Regions from separate parts of the Sus scrofa genome. Here regions 2 and 3 are each linked to region 1. A link is a contact called in public Hi-C and HiChIP or PLAC-seq data. All regions are on one chromosome and are shown on one strand. The core of a region is the stretch at or near the end of the contact, and the rest is flanking DNA. Distances in the headings are between cores, read along the strand shown.

What was found. A called contact is a pair of places that touch in the nucleus more often than the background predicts. HiChIP or PLAC-seq counts read pairs in DNA pulled down with a chosen protein or histone mark.
Region 2: a contact with region 1 is called in a Hi-C map of skeletal muscle, with 3 times the contacts expected there. The contact joins the promoter of TMEM161A here to the promoter of TSSK6 in region 1. A contact is called at or near these places in 7 of 47 Hi-C or Micro-C datasets (alveolar macrophages, brain, fetal liver and 4 more).
Region 3: a contact with region 1 is called in an H3K27ac HiChIP or PLAC-seq map of alveolar macrophages. The contact joins the promoter of RFXANK here to the promoter of TSSK6 in region 1. A contact is called at or near these places in 2 of 5 promoter capture datasets (fetal skeletal muscle and liver) and 1 of 2 datasets of contacts at active chromatin or transcription factors (alveolar macrophages).

Annotation. Positions count from the first base shown.
Region 1 is chr2:58,408,347-58,412,930 of Sscrofa11.1, forward strand. It overlaps TSSK6 (testis specific serine kinase 6), which reads left to right and starts at 2,776. Exons shown (of 1, transcript NM_001287411.1): 1 at 2,776-3,597. The coding sequence starts at 2,776. The coding sequence ends at 3,597. It overlaps NDUFA13 (NADH:ubiquinone oxidoreductase subunit A13), which reads right to left and starts at 2,068. Exons shown (of 5, transcript NM_001244646.1): 1 at 1,871-2,068. The coding sequence starts at 1,964.
Region 2 is chr2:58,726,863-58,731,446 of Sscrofa11.1, forward strand. TMEM161A (transmembrane protein 161A) reads left to right here and starts at 1,876. Exons shown (of 12, transcript XM_021083443.1): 1 at 1,876-1,987. The coding sequence starts at 1,985.
Region 3 is chr2:58,681,411-58,685,994 of Sscrofa11.1, forward strand. RFXANK (regulatory factor X associated ankyrin containing protein) reads right to left here and starts at 2,369. Exons shown (of 9, transcript NM_001243347.1): 1 at 2,159-2,369; 2 at 1,449-1,643. The coding sequence starts at 1,635. It overlaps BORCS8 (BLOC-1-related complex subunit 8), which reads left to right and starts at 3,098. Exons shown (of 7, transcript XR_300545.3): 1 at 3,098-3,195.

The sequences.
Region 1 (4,584 bases), core at 1,526-4,025:
CATGGATGCACTCAATAATTACTGAATGTAGGTACATAAACAAAGACCACACTCCAGAAGGGAATATCTTCCCTACAGCTCTGCAGCCAGGAAAGAATGGGGTGGGTCTGTATATGCTACAACAAAAGGAGGTGTAATGAGCTGAGATTAGGAGACCCAATCCCAGGCAGTGGTTTACTTAGGGCACATGGGAGGGAGGCACTTCTAGGTCATGAACTGGAAGAGCAACAGGATAAAGGCCACATTTGTGATTTAAAAATAAAAGAGAAGCTGACTGGAGTTCCCGTTGTGGCTCAGTGGATTAAGAATCCAACATAGTATCCATGAGGACATGGGTTCAATCCCTGGCTTTGTTCAGTGGGTTAAGGATCCAGCATTGCCACAAGCTGTACTGGAGGTTGCAGATGCCAGCTGGGATCCAGCAATGCTGTGGCTGTGGTAGGCTGGCAGCTGCAAGCTCTGATTTGACCTCTAGGCGGGGAACTTTTATATGCCATGGGTGTGGTTCTGAAAAAAAAGAAAAAAAGGAAAAAAGAGAGAAGCTGACTGTGGAGATCCCAGGAAGACCCAAGGGCTGGGATCCCTACATAGCCTGGTCTGGATGCATGTCATAAAAGTATACATGGAGTTCCCGTCGTGGCTCAGTGGTTAACGAATCCAACTAGGAACCATGAGGCTGCGGGTTCGATCCCTGCCCTTGCTCAGCGGGTTAAGGATCTGGCATTGCCATGAGCTGTGGTGAGGGTCGCAGACACGGCTTGGATCTCACATTGCTGTGGCTCTGGTGCAGGCCAGTGGCTACAGCTCCGATTAGACCCCTAGCCTGGGAATCTCCATATGCCACAGGTGTGGCCCTAAAAGACAAAAGACAAAAAAAAAAAAAAAAAAAAGTATACATGTATAGACAAACCTCATGCCACACACTCAAGGGGTGTACTGGCTTGTTGAGTTCCCATGTGGTGCGAATTGAGTGCCCATGTGGTGCCAAACCTAGCCTGTAACCTATTTTTCTATAGCCCTCTGGCTAGGAACACTTGGGTTTGTAAAGCTGTAAAGCAGTAAAGCAGTAGCAGCAAAGACCACCTGGCCAGCAAAGCATGAAATATTTATCTGGCTCTTTACATAAAAAGTTTGTCAACCTTGGTTCCACATTACAAAAAAGCCAAGAAAGGGCAGAGAAGGACTTGAGTACATGAATTTTTCACTATCTGAATTAGAACTTTTTTTGCCTATGAATTTTTTTGCCTTTTAATTGAGGCAAAATGTGCACAGGACGCACTTTTAAATGTAAAGTTCAATGAGTTACAACAAAGTATTCTTAACTCTTCTTTACATTTTCTGTATTTCTCCGTTAATCCTGAGTGCAGAGTATGGGTGCCTTTTACTTTCTCTCTTACATTTTACCCAACAAAAAATTTTAAGGATGCATATTCCTGGGATATCCTGCAGGTGGGGCCCCCAGCGAGGAACCACCGCACAGAACATCTTTAAAATTCCCTCAGTATTCCGGGTTTCAGCCCCAGCTTTGCTCTGGATGGCCCTGGTGGGAGGTCACATCCTCTCTCGGGTCTGTTTCCCCACCAGTGAACCGAGAGCGTGGCGGAAGGCTCTCCGCACGGGTTAAAAAATTAATCTGTTTAATTACGAAGTGGGAATAATTAACAGGACTGGCCTCCTGGGCTGTTAACGAGAAAGATGTAAAGGGCTTGGTAAACGCTCGAACAAACTGCAGCAGTTGTTCTTAATGTCACTAGTGAAGGTATCTGGGATCCCGGGGAAAAAGCAGGCGCGCTAGACTCCCCGCGTCCCAACCCCGCCGCGGCGCCCAGAGGGCCTAGACCCTGACACCCCGGCACAGGACGACACTGACCCGACAGTCCTCGACGTGGGAGGTTCCGCTTGTAGTCGATAGGGCCATAGCCCCCTGGTGGGGGCATGTCCTGCTTCACCTTCGATGCCGCCATACTTGCAGTACCTTGCACTTCCGGTCGGGAAAGGAAGTTACACAACGTATGCCTCCACCATAAGGAGCGTGGCGGAAGCTGCCGCGCAGGTCTAGGACCTAGCCGGGAAACCTGGCGCTCTGCTGCACCTACCCCAGCGCGTGGTAAAGCTCCGGCAGCTGGGCGGGACAATGACTGTGCCGCCTAGCTGCAGCCAAAGAGTATCGGCTCCCAAATAGGGCGTGGCTCAATCAATGTCAACGCCCTCAACAGGCTAGGGCGCCAGGGTCTTTGCACCAAAGCACTTCCCATTCACCTTCCCTATGAGACGACGTGCAGACCAGACAATCCCCAAGCGCCGGATGGAGCCAGGTCTCTTTCCCATTTTCTCCCCTTGGGGGGCCTCCTCAGGGTCTGGGCTGGGCACATGAAGTTGGGGGTCGGCTGCTCCTCAGCTTCGGACGCCATGAGCTGCCCCAATCCTGGGCACGGATTCCACTTCTAGTGGTAGGGACCCCTTGATAGTGTCCTCTCATCAGGAACTGAACCATTCGGAGCGATTATGAGTCACAAAGCCCTACGGTCTTAGGGAGCACCACAGGACAGGGTCTGGGGGCCCCCACCCCGAGGCGGGGTGACGCCCGCAGTCACTTCACAAGGCAGAAATTGTTACCTGGGCAATAAAAGGCACCGCGGCGGCGGGGGCCCGGGAGTGGGCACATGGGGGTGCGGGTGTGCAGGTGCCAAGCGCCATGGGTTAGGCCCGAGATCGGAGTCCGGCCGCCCCCCGACAGCAGCCGTCTCCTGCTCCCCACGCGCCCCAGGCGCCACCATGTCGGGCGACAAACTTCTGAGCGAACTCGGCTATAAGCTGGGCCGCACAATAGGCGAGGGCAGTTATTCCAAGGTAAAGGTGGCTACATCCAAGAAGTACAAGGGCACAGTGGCCATCAAGGTGGTGGACCGGCGGCGCGCGCCGCCCGACTTCGTCAACAAGTTCCTGCCACGAGAGCTGTCCATCCTTCGGGGCGTGCGGCACCCGCACATCGTGCACGTCTTCGAGTTCATCGAGGTGTGCAACGGGAAGCTGTACATCGTGATGGAGGCGGCCGCCACCGACCTACTGCAGGCCGTGCAGCGCAACGGGCGCATCCCAGGGGGGCAGGCGCGCGACCTCTTCGCGCAGATCGCCGGTGCTGTGCGCTACCTGCACGACCACCACCTGGTGCACCGCGACCTCAAGTGCGAAAACGTGCTGCTGAGCCCTGATGAGCGCCGCGTCAAGCTTACCGACTTCGGCTTCGGCCGACAGGCGCACGGCTACCCGGATCTAAGCACCACATATTGCGGCTCAGCCGCCTACGCATCGCCCGAGGTACTCCTGGGCATCCCCTACGACCCCAAGAAGTACGACGTGTGGAGCTTGGGCGTCGTGCTCTACGTCATGGTCACCGGGTGTATGCCCTTTGACGACTCCGATATCGCTGGCCTGCCCAGGCGCCAGAAGCGCGGCGTTCTCTACCCTGACGGCCTCGAGCTGTCCGAACGCTGCAAGGCCCTGATCGCCGAGTTGCTGCAGTTCAGCCCGTCGGCTAGGCCCTCCGCCGGCCAAGTAGCGCGCAACGGCTGGCTGCGTGCTGGGGACTCCGGCTAGAAGCCGGGGTTCCCACTATTCCCGCTGCCCCGAGCACTGCGCAAGCGCAGCGTACGCGCAAGAAGCGCGCTTCCGGAGTTCTGCGAAGCCGCCGCGCACCGCTGCGCACGCGCCCTTCCCCTCATCCCAATTCTTTCGATGCCGGGGGCCTCGGTGGCCCTTGTTCGGAATCTAGCTCCTCCTCCACAATCCCAAGAGCGGGAGGGCTCATGCCCTTCCTCTATACCCCAAGAGAAGCCCAGAGAGGGACCCGGACAAGAGGAGAGAGAAATTTTGCGCCATGCGGAATGAGCGACGGCTACGCGAGGGACGGTGCCTGCTTAGAGCAACTGCTGGCGAGCGGTCGTCCGCGGAGAGCCTCGGTCCCCAGCCAGACGCGCATGCCAGTGAGGGAGGGCGCGCTGCAGGTGCTGCCTCCCTTGGAATTTGCAATAAACTCGCTCTTTCTAGCACCTGGCTCTAGCAATGGCCCGCTTTTATGGAGCTTAGCGGGAGGGGATCCCTCCCCGGGGACAGGCTTTCTATTTTAGGAAAAGGCTTGTGGAGGTTCTTGCTCTAAGAAAAAAGGAGTTGGGAGGATTTGAACCCCCGCCTTTTGGGCTTCCCACCTTAGGCAGACTTGAAGGGGCTTTGGAATCATCTCCAGTGTGACGATGGTCCTGGGAATGGAGATGATGAACTGGGAAGCAAAAGGACCCCAGCACCCTTTTGGTGTTTAAGGGTGGACCGGCGAGGGATAGGGGCCGCCTGTCTCTACAGAAACTGAGCATTTCCAAAAGAGGAAATTGAGGCCCAGACAGGTATCACTTGCCCAAGAACAGCTGAGATTTGCACCCGGATGTGTAAGAAGTGCGGCAGGGAGGTGGAGGAAGCTCTCCTTAGTGAGGGCCCCTTGTTTGGTGAGGGTAGAAGTCTGTTGTTTGTTTGTTTGTTTGTTTTGCTAGGGCTGCAGCTGCAATATATGGAGGTTCCTAGGCAGGGGTCTAG
Region 2 (4,584 bases), core at 626-3,125, 320 kb after region 1:
CAGATAATGACCCTACTCTTTTTTTTCTTGGTCCTCTTTTTCTGAAACCCTCCTCCAAACTTCAGTTTCCCTGGGGCCCATCTGGATGTTGTAGTCCTGAGGGGCATCTCACCATCCCCATGTAGGTCCTGGGAAATCCCAGTGACCCTCACTACCACTGTCACCCATGCTCTCTCAGGCCAACACACTGAGTCCAGAGGACCAAAGTCACAAAGAGCAAATCTCCTGCAAACAGACACGCACATGTGCTAATAAACAAGACAAAAACACCCACAGAGACAAGGCAATCAACAATACAGGATCTACTCACAGGCCCCATAAAGACTCTCAGACATTTTTTTTTTTTTTGTCTTTTTGCCTTTTTCCAGTGCCACTTCCCACGGTAGATAGAGGTTCCCAGGCTAGGGGTCTAATTGGAGCTGTAGCCACTGGCCTACACCACAGTCACAGCAACGCAGGATCTGAGCTGCACCTGCGACCTGCACCACAGCTCATGGCAACGCCGGATCCTTAACCCACTGAGCAAGGCCAGGGATTGAACCTGCAACCTCATGGTTCCTAGTCGGATTCGTTAACCACTGTGCCACAATGGGAACACAAAGACTCTCAGACATTTAGTCAAACGCATACAATATGTCCAGATTTGGAGTTCCCATCATGGCTTAGTGGTTAATGAATCCGACTAGGAACCATGAGGTTGTGGGTTTGATCCCTGGCCTTGATCAGTGGGTTAAGGATCCGGCGTAGCCATGAGCTGTGGTATAGCTTGTAGACGCAGCTCAGATCTGGCATTGCTGTGGTTCTGGTGTAGGCAGGCGTCTACAGCTCCGATTAGACCCCTAGCCTGGGAACCTCCATATGCCACGAGAGCAGCCCCAGAAAAGACAAAAAATAAATAAATAAATAAATAAATTTTTGTTAATTGGCTGCACCCAAGTCATATAGTTTCCTGAGCCAGGGATCAAACCTGAGCCACAGCAGTAACCAGAGCCACAGCAGTGACAATGCCAGATCTTTAACCCTCTGAGCCACCTGGAAACTCCAGTTTTCTGTTACATGAGCCAAAATTTTCCCTTTTGCTGGAGACTTTTTAAGTTGGATTTTTTCTTCCCCCTTGAAACCAGAGTTCTGGCTGATGGAAATGAAAAAGGCTTTTGCCAGGTGAAAAACAATGAGAAAGGAGCCACTCCAAGATGGAAGATGGCATTTACAGAGGACTGGAGATGTGAGAAAGCATAGATGGTGGCTAGCTGTATTATCTGCATGTAATAGCGTTGGCAGTAGATTGCAGGCAGGCAGAGGGGTCTGAATTCAGTTTGAACAACTGGGAGTCTATTCAGTGGGAGCCACCGAATTCTTTTTTCTTTTTTAACAGCTGAGCCTGAGGCATATGGAAGTTTCCAGGTTGGGGGTCTATTCAGAGCTGCTGCAGTTGGGGGCCTGTGCCACAGCAAGGGTGGAGTCCTAGCCACGTCTGCGACTTGTCAGTAGCTTGCGGCAACGGGCAAGGATCCTAAACCCACTGAGTGAGGCAAGGGATCAAAGCTCCATCCTCAGGGACACTATGCTGGGTTCTTAAGCCACAGAGCCACAACTGGAACTCTTTTTTTTTTTTTTTTTTTTGCCACCAGATGTTCTTAATCAAGGGAGTTCTGCAGTACGTGGGTAAATGAGTGTATTCGCCTCAGACTTGCTAAATACGTGCAGGTGAGGAAATTGAGTTTTAGAGACAGCGGCCACACAGGGGTCGCAGAGACAGTCTGGACTCAACCTCTGCCTAAGCTCACCGAGCGCCTTCGAACTACAACTTCCGACATGCAACGCGAGCGACTCCTTGTCCCTAGTGATTTGCCCCGGCTCCAAGCGTGATGATTGGTTGGATGGGCTGCTTGTCATACCAAAGTAGTGTTCTGAATGGCCGAGTTCCGCAAGGAGCTCGGAGCTTCAGGCCCGTGGGTCCCAGCACCGCGCTCCCGCCGGCAACATGGTGAGCCGGCATCTCCTAGCATGGGGGGCGCCCTGAGGGCCTGGGATTCCGCCAAGGGGATCCCGGGAGACATTGAGGAGACGGGGAACCTTTTGTGGGGGTTGAGTGCTTTGAGGAACTCTGGGTCGCGCTGAGGGCCATGTGTCCCTCTTTGGAGTCAGGATCTCGCTACGGGACCTATGAAGGGTTCGGGGATTGTGCAAGGAGACTTGAAGGCTCTGAGCAATTCTGGGCTTCTGACGAGTCCCTGGGGGGGCCCTCTAGGAGACTGGTTCTGCTGAGGGTTCGTCCATGGAAGGTACTGGGGATCTGAACACATTCAGAGCCCCTCGAGGGAGATCTTGGGTCCTGCTGGGCCCACTCTGGGGATGTTGTCCTGTGGGAGCTGTGGGGGCCGCGCTGACAGGGTCCATCGGGGGTACCTACTCGTATGAGGTGTGCAGAAGGACCAGGGAGAATCCTTAGAGGAGGGGGCCATGACAAGGGGCTCTGGCTTCAGAGTAGGTGAGGATCCCAGAATTGGAGACATCACATTTGAAACCCTCAGGTCTCACGCAGTTCTGGGTCCAACCCATTGCGTTTATTCTTCAAGCTTAGCCTGGCCCCTGTGGGCTGGGCTGGTGCCAGAAGAGGGAGGAACCGCCCCCCCCCCCAACCTCCCCGCCCCAACCCCGAGTTTGGACTGGACAGAGGGAAAGATAGGCTGGAGGGGTGGGAAGGCAGCTTCATCTTGGTTGGGTTGGGGGTGGGCGTCCCAGAGAAGGGACGTTTTAGGTGGGTCTGAAGTAAGAGCATTGATGGAACTGGTTGATGAAAATGGATGATGTTCCAGGCCTGGGTTCTGGACGCTGTGAACGGTGAGAGGAAGGGCTCTCAGAAACGGAATGGAGGAAAGTCACATTGATGTTACTTGGCAAGATTCTGGGATCATAGGTCCATTGAAGGGGCTTTAAACAGGGAAGGGACATGGGCTGATGGGAGGTTCCAGAGATTTTTGGAGATCTGCAGAGCGTGGACCCAAGACTGGAGGCTAATGGGGGTGGCCCTGGATAGACCTCTGGAGCCTAGGTGGAGGAATGAATGCCTGCCTTCCCCCTTCCCTTCTCATACTCCTTCATCCTAACATCCATCCTTCTGAAGCCTCTACTTCTCCCTCCTTTTTCTCCCTCTCCTTCCTACCGTCCTTCCTCTCCTAGGTATTGGGACCGCAGTTTGAACCATAGGTCTCCTCCTTGGGAAGGTGTCGGAGAGTAATGGGGTCAGTGATGGAGAACTGGGGGCCCTGGAGGGCCTCTGAGGGGGGCTGCTGGGGGTTGGGGGAGAGCGCAGGGCAATGAGGCAGGGTGGTCCTGAGCTGGGTCCGCGGGGCCTTGAGGGCTGAGGAGCGGAGTTGGACATTTACTATGAGACTGGGAAGGACCTGGGCTGCCTGGAGGAGCCCACAGTCATGCCCACGGGAGTGATGGGTGGGTGCTGGGGCCTCCGGGGAAGGGGCTGGAGGAGGCATGGTCTTCCAGCTCAGCAGAGAGGTCTGAACTGGAGGTGCTGTTGGGCTGGAGTCGTGCTGGGCTGGGTCGGTGGTGAAAACCCTGCCAAGGCACAGGTCACAAGAGAGAGGCACCTGGAGAGCAGCTGGTGGGTTTCCGGGGGCGGGGGAGGGGAGAGTAGAGGAGGGGTCCTAAGAGGAAGGGCGGGGCCACTTAGAAGGTCCTCCCACTGGGCTTGGAGGGGCCCAACCTCCATTAGTGCTATTGGTCATTAATGGCTGCTAGCCAGTCTGCACTTGGATGGGAGGGAGGCTGAGTAGAGGTCAGAAAGATGACAGCCCAGCCTCCTTACTGGAAAAATGATCCCGTTCTCAGTTTACAAGTCATAGGCAGAGCGAAAATATCCTTCTAGTCAGTTATTTTAACGATAGATTGATTTCTCAGCAGTCATTCTGAATTACAGCGCTAGGCCTGAGAGCCCTAGAGCTTTTCTTTTTTTTTTCGTTTTTTTTTAGGGCGGCATCTGCACATTTGGAAGTTCCCAGGCTAGGGGTTGAATCAGAGCTGCAGCTGCTGACCTACACCACAGCCACAGCAACACGGGATCCGAGCCGCATCTGCGATCTACACCAAAGCTCAGGACAACGCTGGATCTGTAACCCACTGAGCAGGGCCAGGGATTGAACCCACATCCTCATGGTTGGGTTCATAACTACTGAGCCACACCGGGGAACTCCAAGCTTTTCCTATTAAAGTTAGCTTATTTTTGACTGATTAAAGGATAATCTTAATAATTAGTTTTAATATTAACGTAATCTTTATTTCATTTTAGTTGTTAATTATAATGCCACAATACTAGCAGACAGCCCTCTTGAGCGCTTAATATTATGTAATTACTGATAGTAAATCGATATTTACTGCATTTAAGCAGGAAAACCCAGCTTAAGTTTCAGACTGATTTTGACAAACATTTCTTCTAAAACGTTTTTGGTTTTTTTTGTTTGTTTGTTTTTTGTCTTTTCTAGGGCCGCTCCTGCGGCATATGGAGGTTCCCAGGCTAGGGGTCTAATCGGAGCTGCAGCTGCTGGCCTACACCAGAGCCACAGCAAC
Region 3 (4,584 bases), core at 1,119-3,618, 270 kb after region 1:
TGAACCTGACTAGTATCCATGAGGACATGGGTTGGATTCTTGGCCCTGCTCAGTGGGTTAAGGATCTGGCATTAAGGTGCAGTGTAGGTCACAGACTCTGCTCAGATCTGGTGTGGCTGTGGGTTGGCTGGCAGCTGCAGCTCCAATTTGACTCCTAGCCTGGGAACTTCCATATGCTGCAGATACGGCCCTAAAAAAAAAAAAAAGAAAGAAAAGAAAAAATTCCTTAGGTCCTCATGTCAAATGTAGAATTATCACCTGATCCAGTAATTCTACTCTGAGGTATCTACCCTAAAGTGTTGAAACCATGTGTCCTAAGAAAACTTGTATATGCATGTTCATAGCAGTATTATTCAGTCACTAAAAGGGGAACAACTCAAATGTCCATCAATGGAAAATAAATGTGGTCCAGCCATACTATAGGATATAATTCAGTTATAAAAGTGATGAGGCACTGACACATGCCACAATGTGGGTGAACCCCAAAAACATGCTGAGTAAAAGAAGCCAGACAGGAAAGGCTACATGTTTTATAGGAAATGTCCAGAATGGGCAAATCCATAGAGACAGAAAGCAGATTTTGGTTCCTGAGGGCTGGAGGAAGGGGATAGGGAGTGATGCTAACGGGTCTGGGGTTTCCTTTTGGGGTGACAGAGATGTTCTAGAACTACATAGAGGTAGAGGTTACACACAGTTGTGAATGTACCATTGTAAGCAATTCTGATTAAAATGATAACTTTTTTTTTGGTCTTTTTAAGGCCACAGCTGCACTGCATATGGAAGTTCCCAGGCTGGGGGTCGAATAGGAGCTGTTGCTGCCAGCCTATGACAGAGCCACAGCTACGCCAGATCCGAGCCACATCTGCGACCTATACTACAGCTCATGGCAATGCTGGATCCTTAACCCACTGAGCAAGGCCAGGGATCTAACCTGCAACCTCACCCTTCCTAATTGGATTTGTTTCTGCTGTACCACGATGGGAACTCCGAAAATGTTAACTTTTATGTTATGTGGATTTTACCACAATTAAAAAAAAAAGAAGTCCCTGTTGTGGCTAAACAGTAATAATCCTGAGTAGTGTCCATGAGGATGTGGGTTCGATCCCTGGCCTCACTCAGTGGGTTAAGGATCCAGCATTGCCGTGAGCTGTGGTGTAGGTCACAGACGCCACTCAAATCTGGCACTGCTGTGGCTGTGGCATAGGCCGGCAGCTGCAGCTCTGATTCAACCCCTAACCTGGGAACTTCCATATGCCATGGGTGTGGCCCTAAAAAAGACCAATCCTCCCCCGCAAAACAAAAACAAAAAATAAATTAACAATCCCTCACTGGGTAGAGAGACAAGACATGTCCTAGGTGATGGGTCAGAAAGACAGAGGTCCCATCTTGAGCCCAACATTCCACCGTTCTTGCATCCCACAAGCAGGAGCACAGGGGAGGTATCCTACCCTGAGGTGAGGAGGTGCCAGCATCTGGTTCAGCAATCCCAGGCTCTGGGGTGCAGGGGAAAAGACTGAGGACCACAGTGTCTGAACTGTCAGGGGCCTCATCCCTGGGGTCTTCTGGGTCCCCAAATTCTGGGGTGGAAGCCTGCTGGGTCAGGCTGAGATCCTCTGCAGGGTGGGTGGGCTCCATGGGGGAAGCTGGTGGAAGGGTCCAACAGGTAAAGATGGCAATAATTATCAACAACTCATTAAGTAGGCACTGACTGCATACACAGGCTTGCACAGTGAGGTTAAGTCAACTTGGACTCAGCCAGGAAATTAAAACCAGAGTCCAACTGCTTCTCAGGCCCACTACTCCCCACCACCAGATCACATGGAACCTGCGTGACTTAAAAGCCCTGACTCTGGGGTCAGCTACCTGGGTTTGAGTCCCTCCACTTTTAGGCTGTGAAAACTTGGGCACATGACTTAACTTTTCTCAGCCTCAGTTTCTTCATTAATAAAATAGGGAAATAAGATCTAAAAAAAAAAAATCATGTCTGTAAATATCGGAGCAGGATACCTGATACACAGGCAGAGCCTAATAAACGTTCGCTATGTTTTTTTTGGGAGTGGGGGTGGGGTAAATTCCCGGAATGAGTGAGGGTTCAACAAAGATGTGATTGTTTGCATCCCACCTGCCCCTCCTAAACCGATCTAGGGGGTCCACTCACCTCCCACGAGCCTCCTCTGTTACCCTACGTCGCAAGCTCGAGTTCCCCCAAACTTGGGGGTCCAATTCACAAACTTTTCTCTTCCAACCGATGTAGGAGGGAGCAAGATGGAGCCTGGACCCTCTGCGCCTTGGCTTCTTCTGCCGGGACAGAGAGCAACTTGATACGCGACCGCTACCCCCACCCTAGCGTTCCCCCCACTGCGCCTGCGCACCCCGCCCCCCAAAAGTGCGGAAGAGCTGGAGCGATATAGCTGCTTCTGGCCCTTTAAGGATTGGGGGAGAGGCGTTGCTTCCACTGGGGCAAGAGCCGTGCAATTGCGCCTGCGCATGCTCGTCCCCGAGGCTCCGGAGGGAGCCCAGAAGGGTCGTGAGGGATGGGCGGGGCCTCGAAGAGCACCCCAGAGTTCCCTGCCCTTGTCTTCCCTCACCGCCAACTCCGCCCGCAGGTTTTTCTAGCTGCAACCTATAGGCTCCGCCTTCGCACAAACTAGCTTTCTACTGTAGGAGAGCCGGATGGAAGTAGGCAGGGCGTCCAGGATTTAAAGGGACGACGCCACTGCCTCCCTTCCCCCCACGCCATAACAGTGTCCCCTCTGCGGTCCTGAGGGCTCAGGAGCATGTGCAGGAATTTGGTGGCAGCAGGGGGGATATAAGAAGGGAGTTTATATGACCCGAACTGGGCAACGTGTAGGGTGTTCCCCCAAATTGTCTGCCTCGGGAAAAGAGTTCCGTGAGCGAGGGAGCACTCGCCCCTCCCTCCGACGGGGTGTCCCTCCTGGAAGTTCAGGGAATCTCCGCCCTCTGAACACCCACCTCCCTTTTTCCCCGAGTCCCTCACTCAGGGCCCCTTTCCTGTCAGGGCAGAGGAAAGGTTGAACAGAGTAGGCCAATTAGTACTGGAACTGATGTGAGGCGCCCTGTTTCGTAGGGAAGGTTTAGGCAGTTATCCCCACCTCCAAACTTCCGGTTCCGGCCCTCCGAATAGGGCCGAGGCCGCTATGGAGGAACCAGAGATGCAGCTCAAGGGGAAGAAAGGTGGTGCGGGGGCCCAGGCGGGGTGGAAGGGTTAGGAACTCGCGAAAGGGCGACCTGACTGGGGACAGGAGGGGGCCAAGGCATGGAAGGAGAGTTTGGGGTCAGTGATTAAACTGCCACGGAATCCCGGCTCGGCCGCTGAGTAGTTTTGAAAACCTTTGGGAAGTCTGTGTCTCGATTTTCTCATCTGTGGAATGGGGAGTATAATAGTCCTCCTCCTTCCTCCCATAAAATTGTTGCGAGAATTAAGTAACCTGATTATTTGTAAAGCATTGCAAGAACGTTTGGGGCGTGGCATTTGCTGCGTATATTGTTTCCTTTGTACTTACACATTCGTTTATGTTTACATTGACTTATAAACTATTTGTAAGTCACATAGTTAGAAATTACAAAATGCTACAAGCTATTTTTAACGTATTAGTATCTATGTTACTTCATCATGTACATTATTACTTATTAAATTAATTGTTTATAAGTCACAAATACATTTCATTCCACATCCTTCATAACAGCACTGTGAGGTGTAAGCTTTTTCTACTGTGCTAATTTTCAAAATGAGGCCTAAGAGGACACACAGTTTGGAGGTGGCAGTCTGGGCTCTGCCCCAGTCAGGACACAGCAGCAAACTGGACCCTCACAAACTGGACAGACCCATGCACAACCTCCCTCGACTCCCAGACACACATGGTTTCTCTCCTTCAGCAGCTTCACTGCCTGAGCAATAGCATGATATCCATCTGTGTAGCAAACCTTGAGGTAGGAACTGTTATCATTCCATTTTTACAGGTGAGGAAACCGAGGCTCAGAGAAACTCCTGCCCTCACAAATCAAGTTTTAGGTATGGACGTAACCTAATAAAGAACGAGAATTTTAAGTACAAGGGAAATAAACAAAGGTTGAGAAGGAGATTGAAGGGATATCTGATTAATCTTGGTGACCAGGGAAGGCTTTGGCCAGAAAGTGACATTTGAGCTGAGACATGAGGGTTGAAGAGAAATGAGGGGTATGTGTGGGAGTGGGGGCAGTGGCAGTGGCAGTGGCAGGAACAACAGGTACAAAATGCTGAGGTGGCAGTGTTCAGATCTGTGCTGCAATACAGGAGTGACTAGGTATTTATGTGTATTTAAATTAATTAAAATTAGGTAAAATTTAAAGGTTTTTTTTTTGTTTGTTTGTTTGCCACCCTGAAGCATATGGAGCTCCCAGGCCAGGGGTCAGATCTGAGCCAAACCACAAACTAAGCTGCAGCTGCGGCAACACGAGATCCTTAACCCACTGTGCCGTGCCGGGGATCGAACCCATGTCCCAGGGCTCCCAATATGCTGCTTATCCCATTGTACCACAGCGGGAGCTCCTAAAATTAAACGTTTGGTTTCTGAGTCACATCAG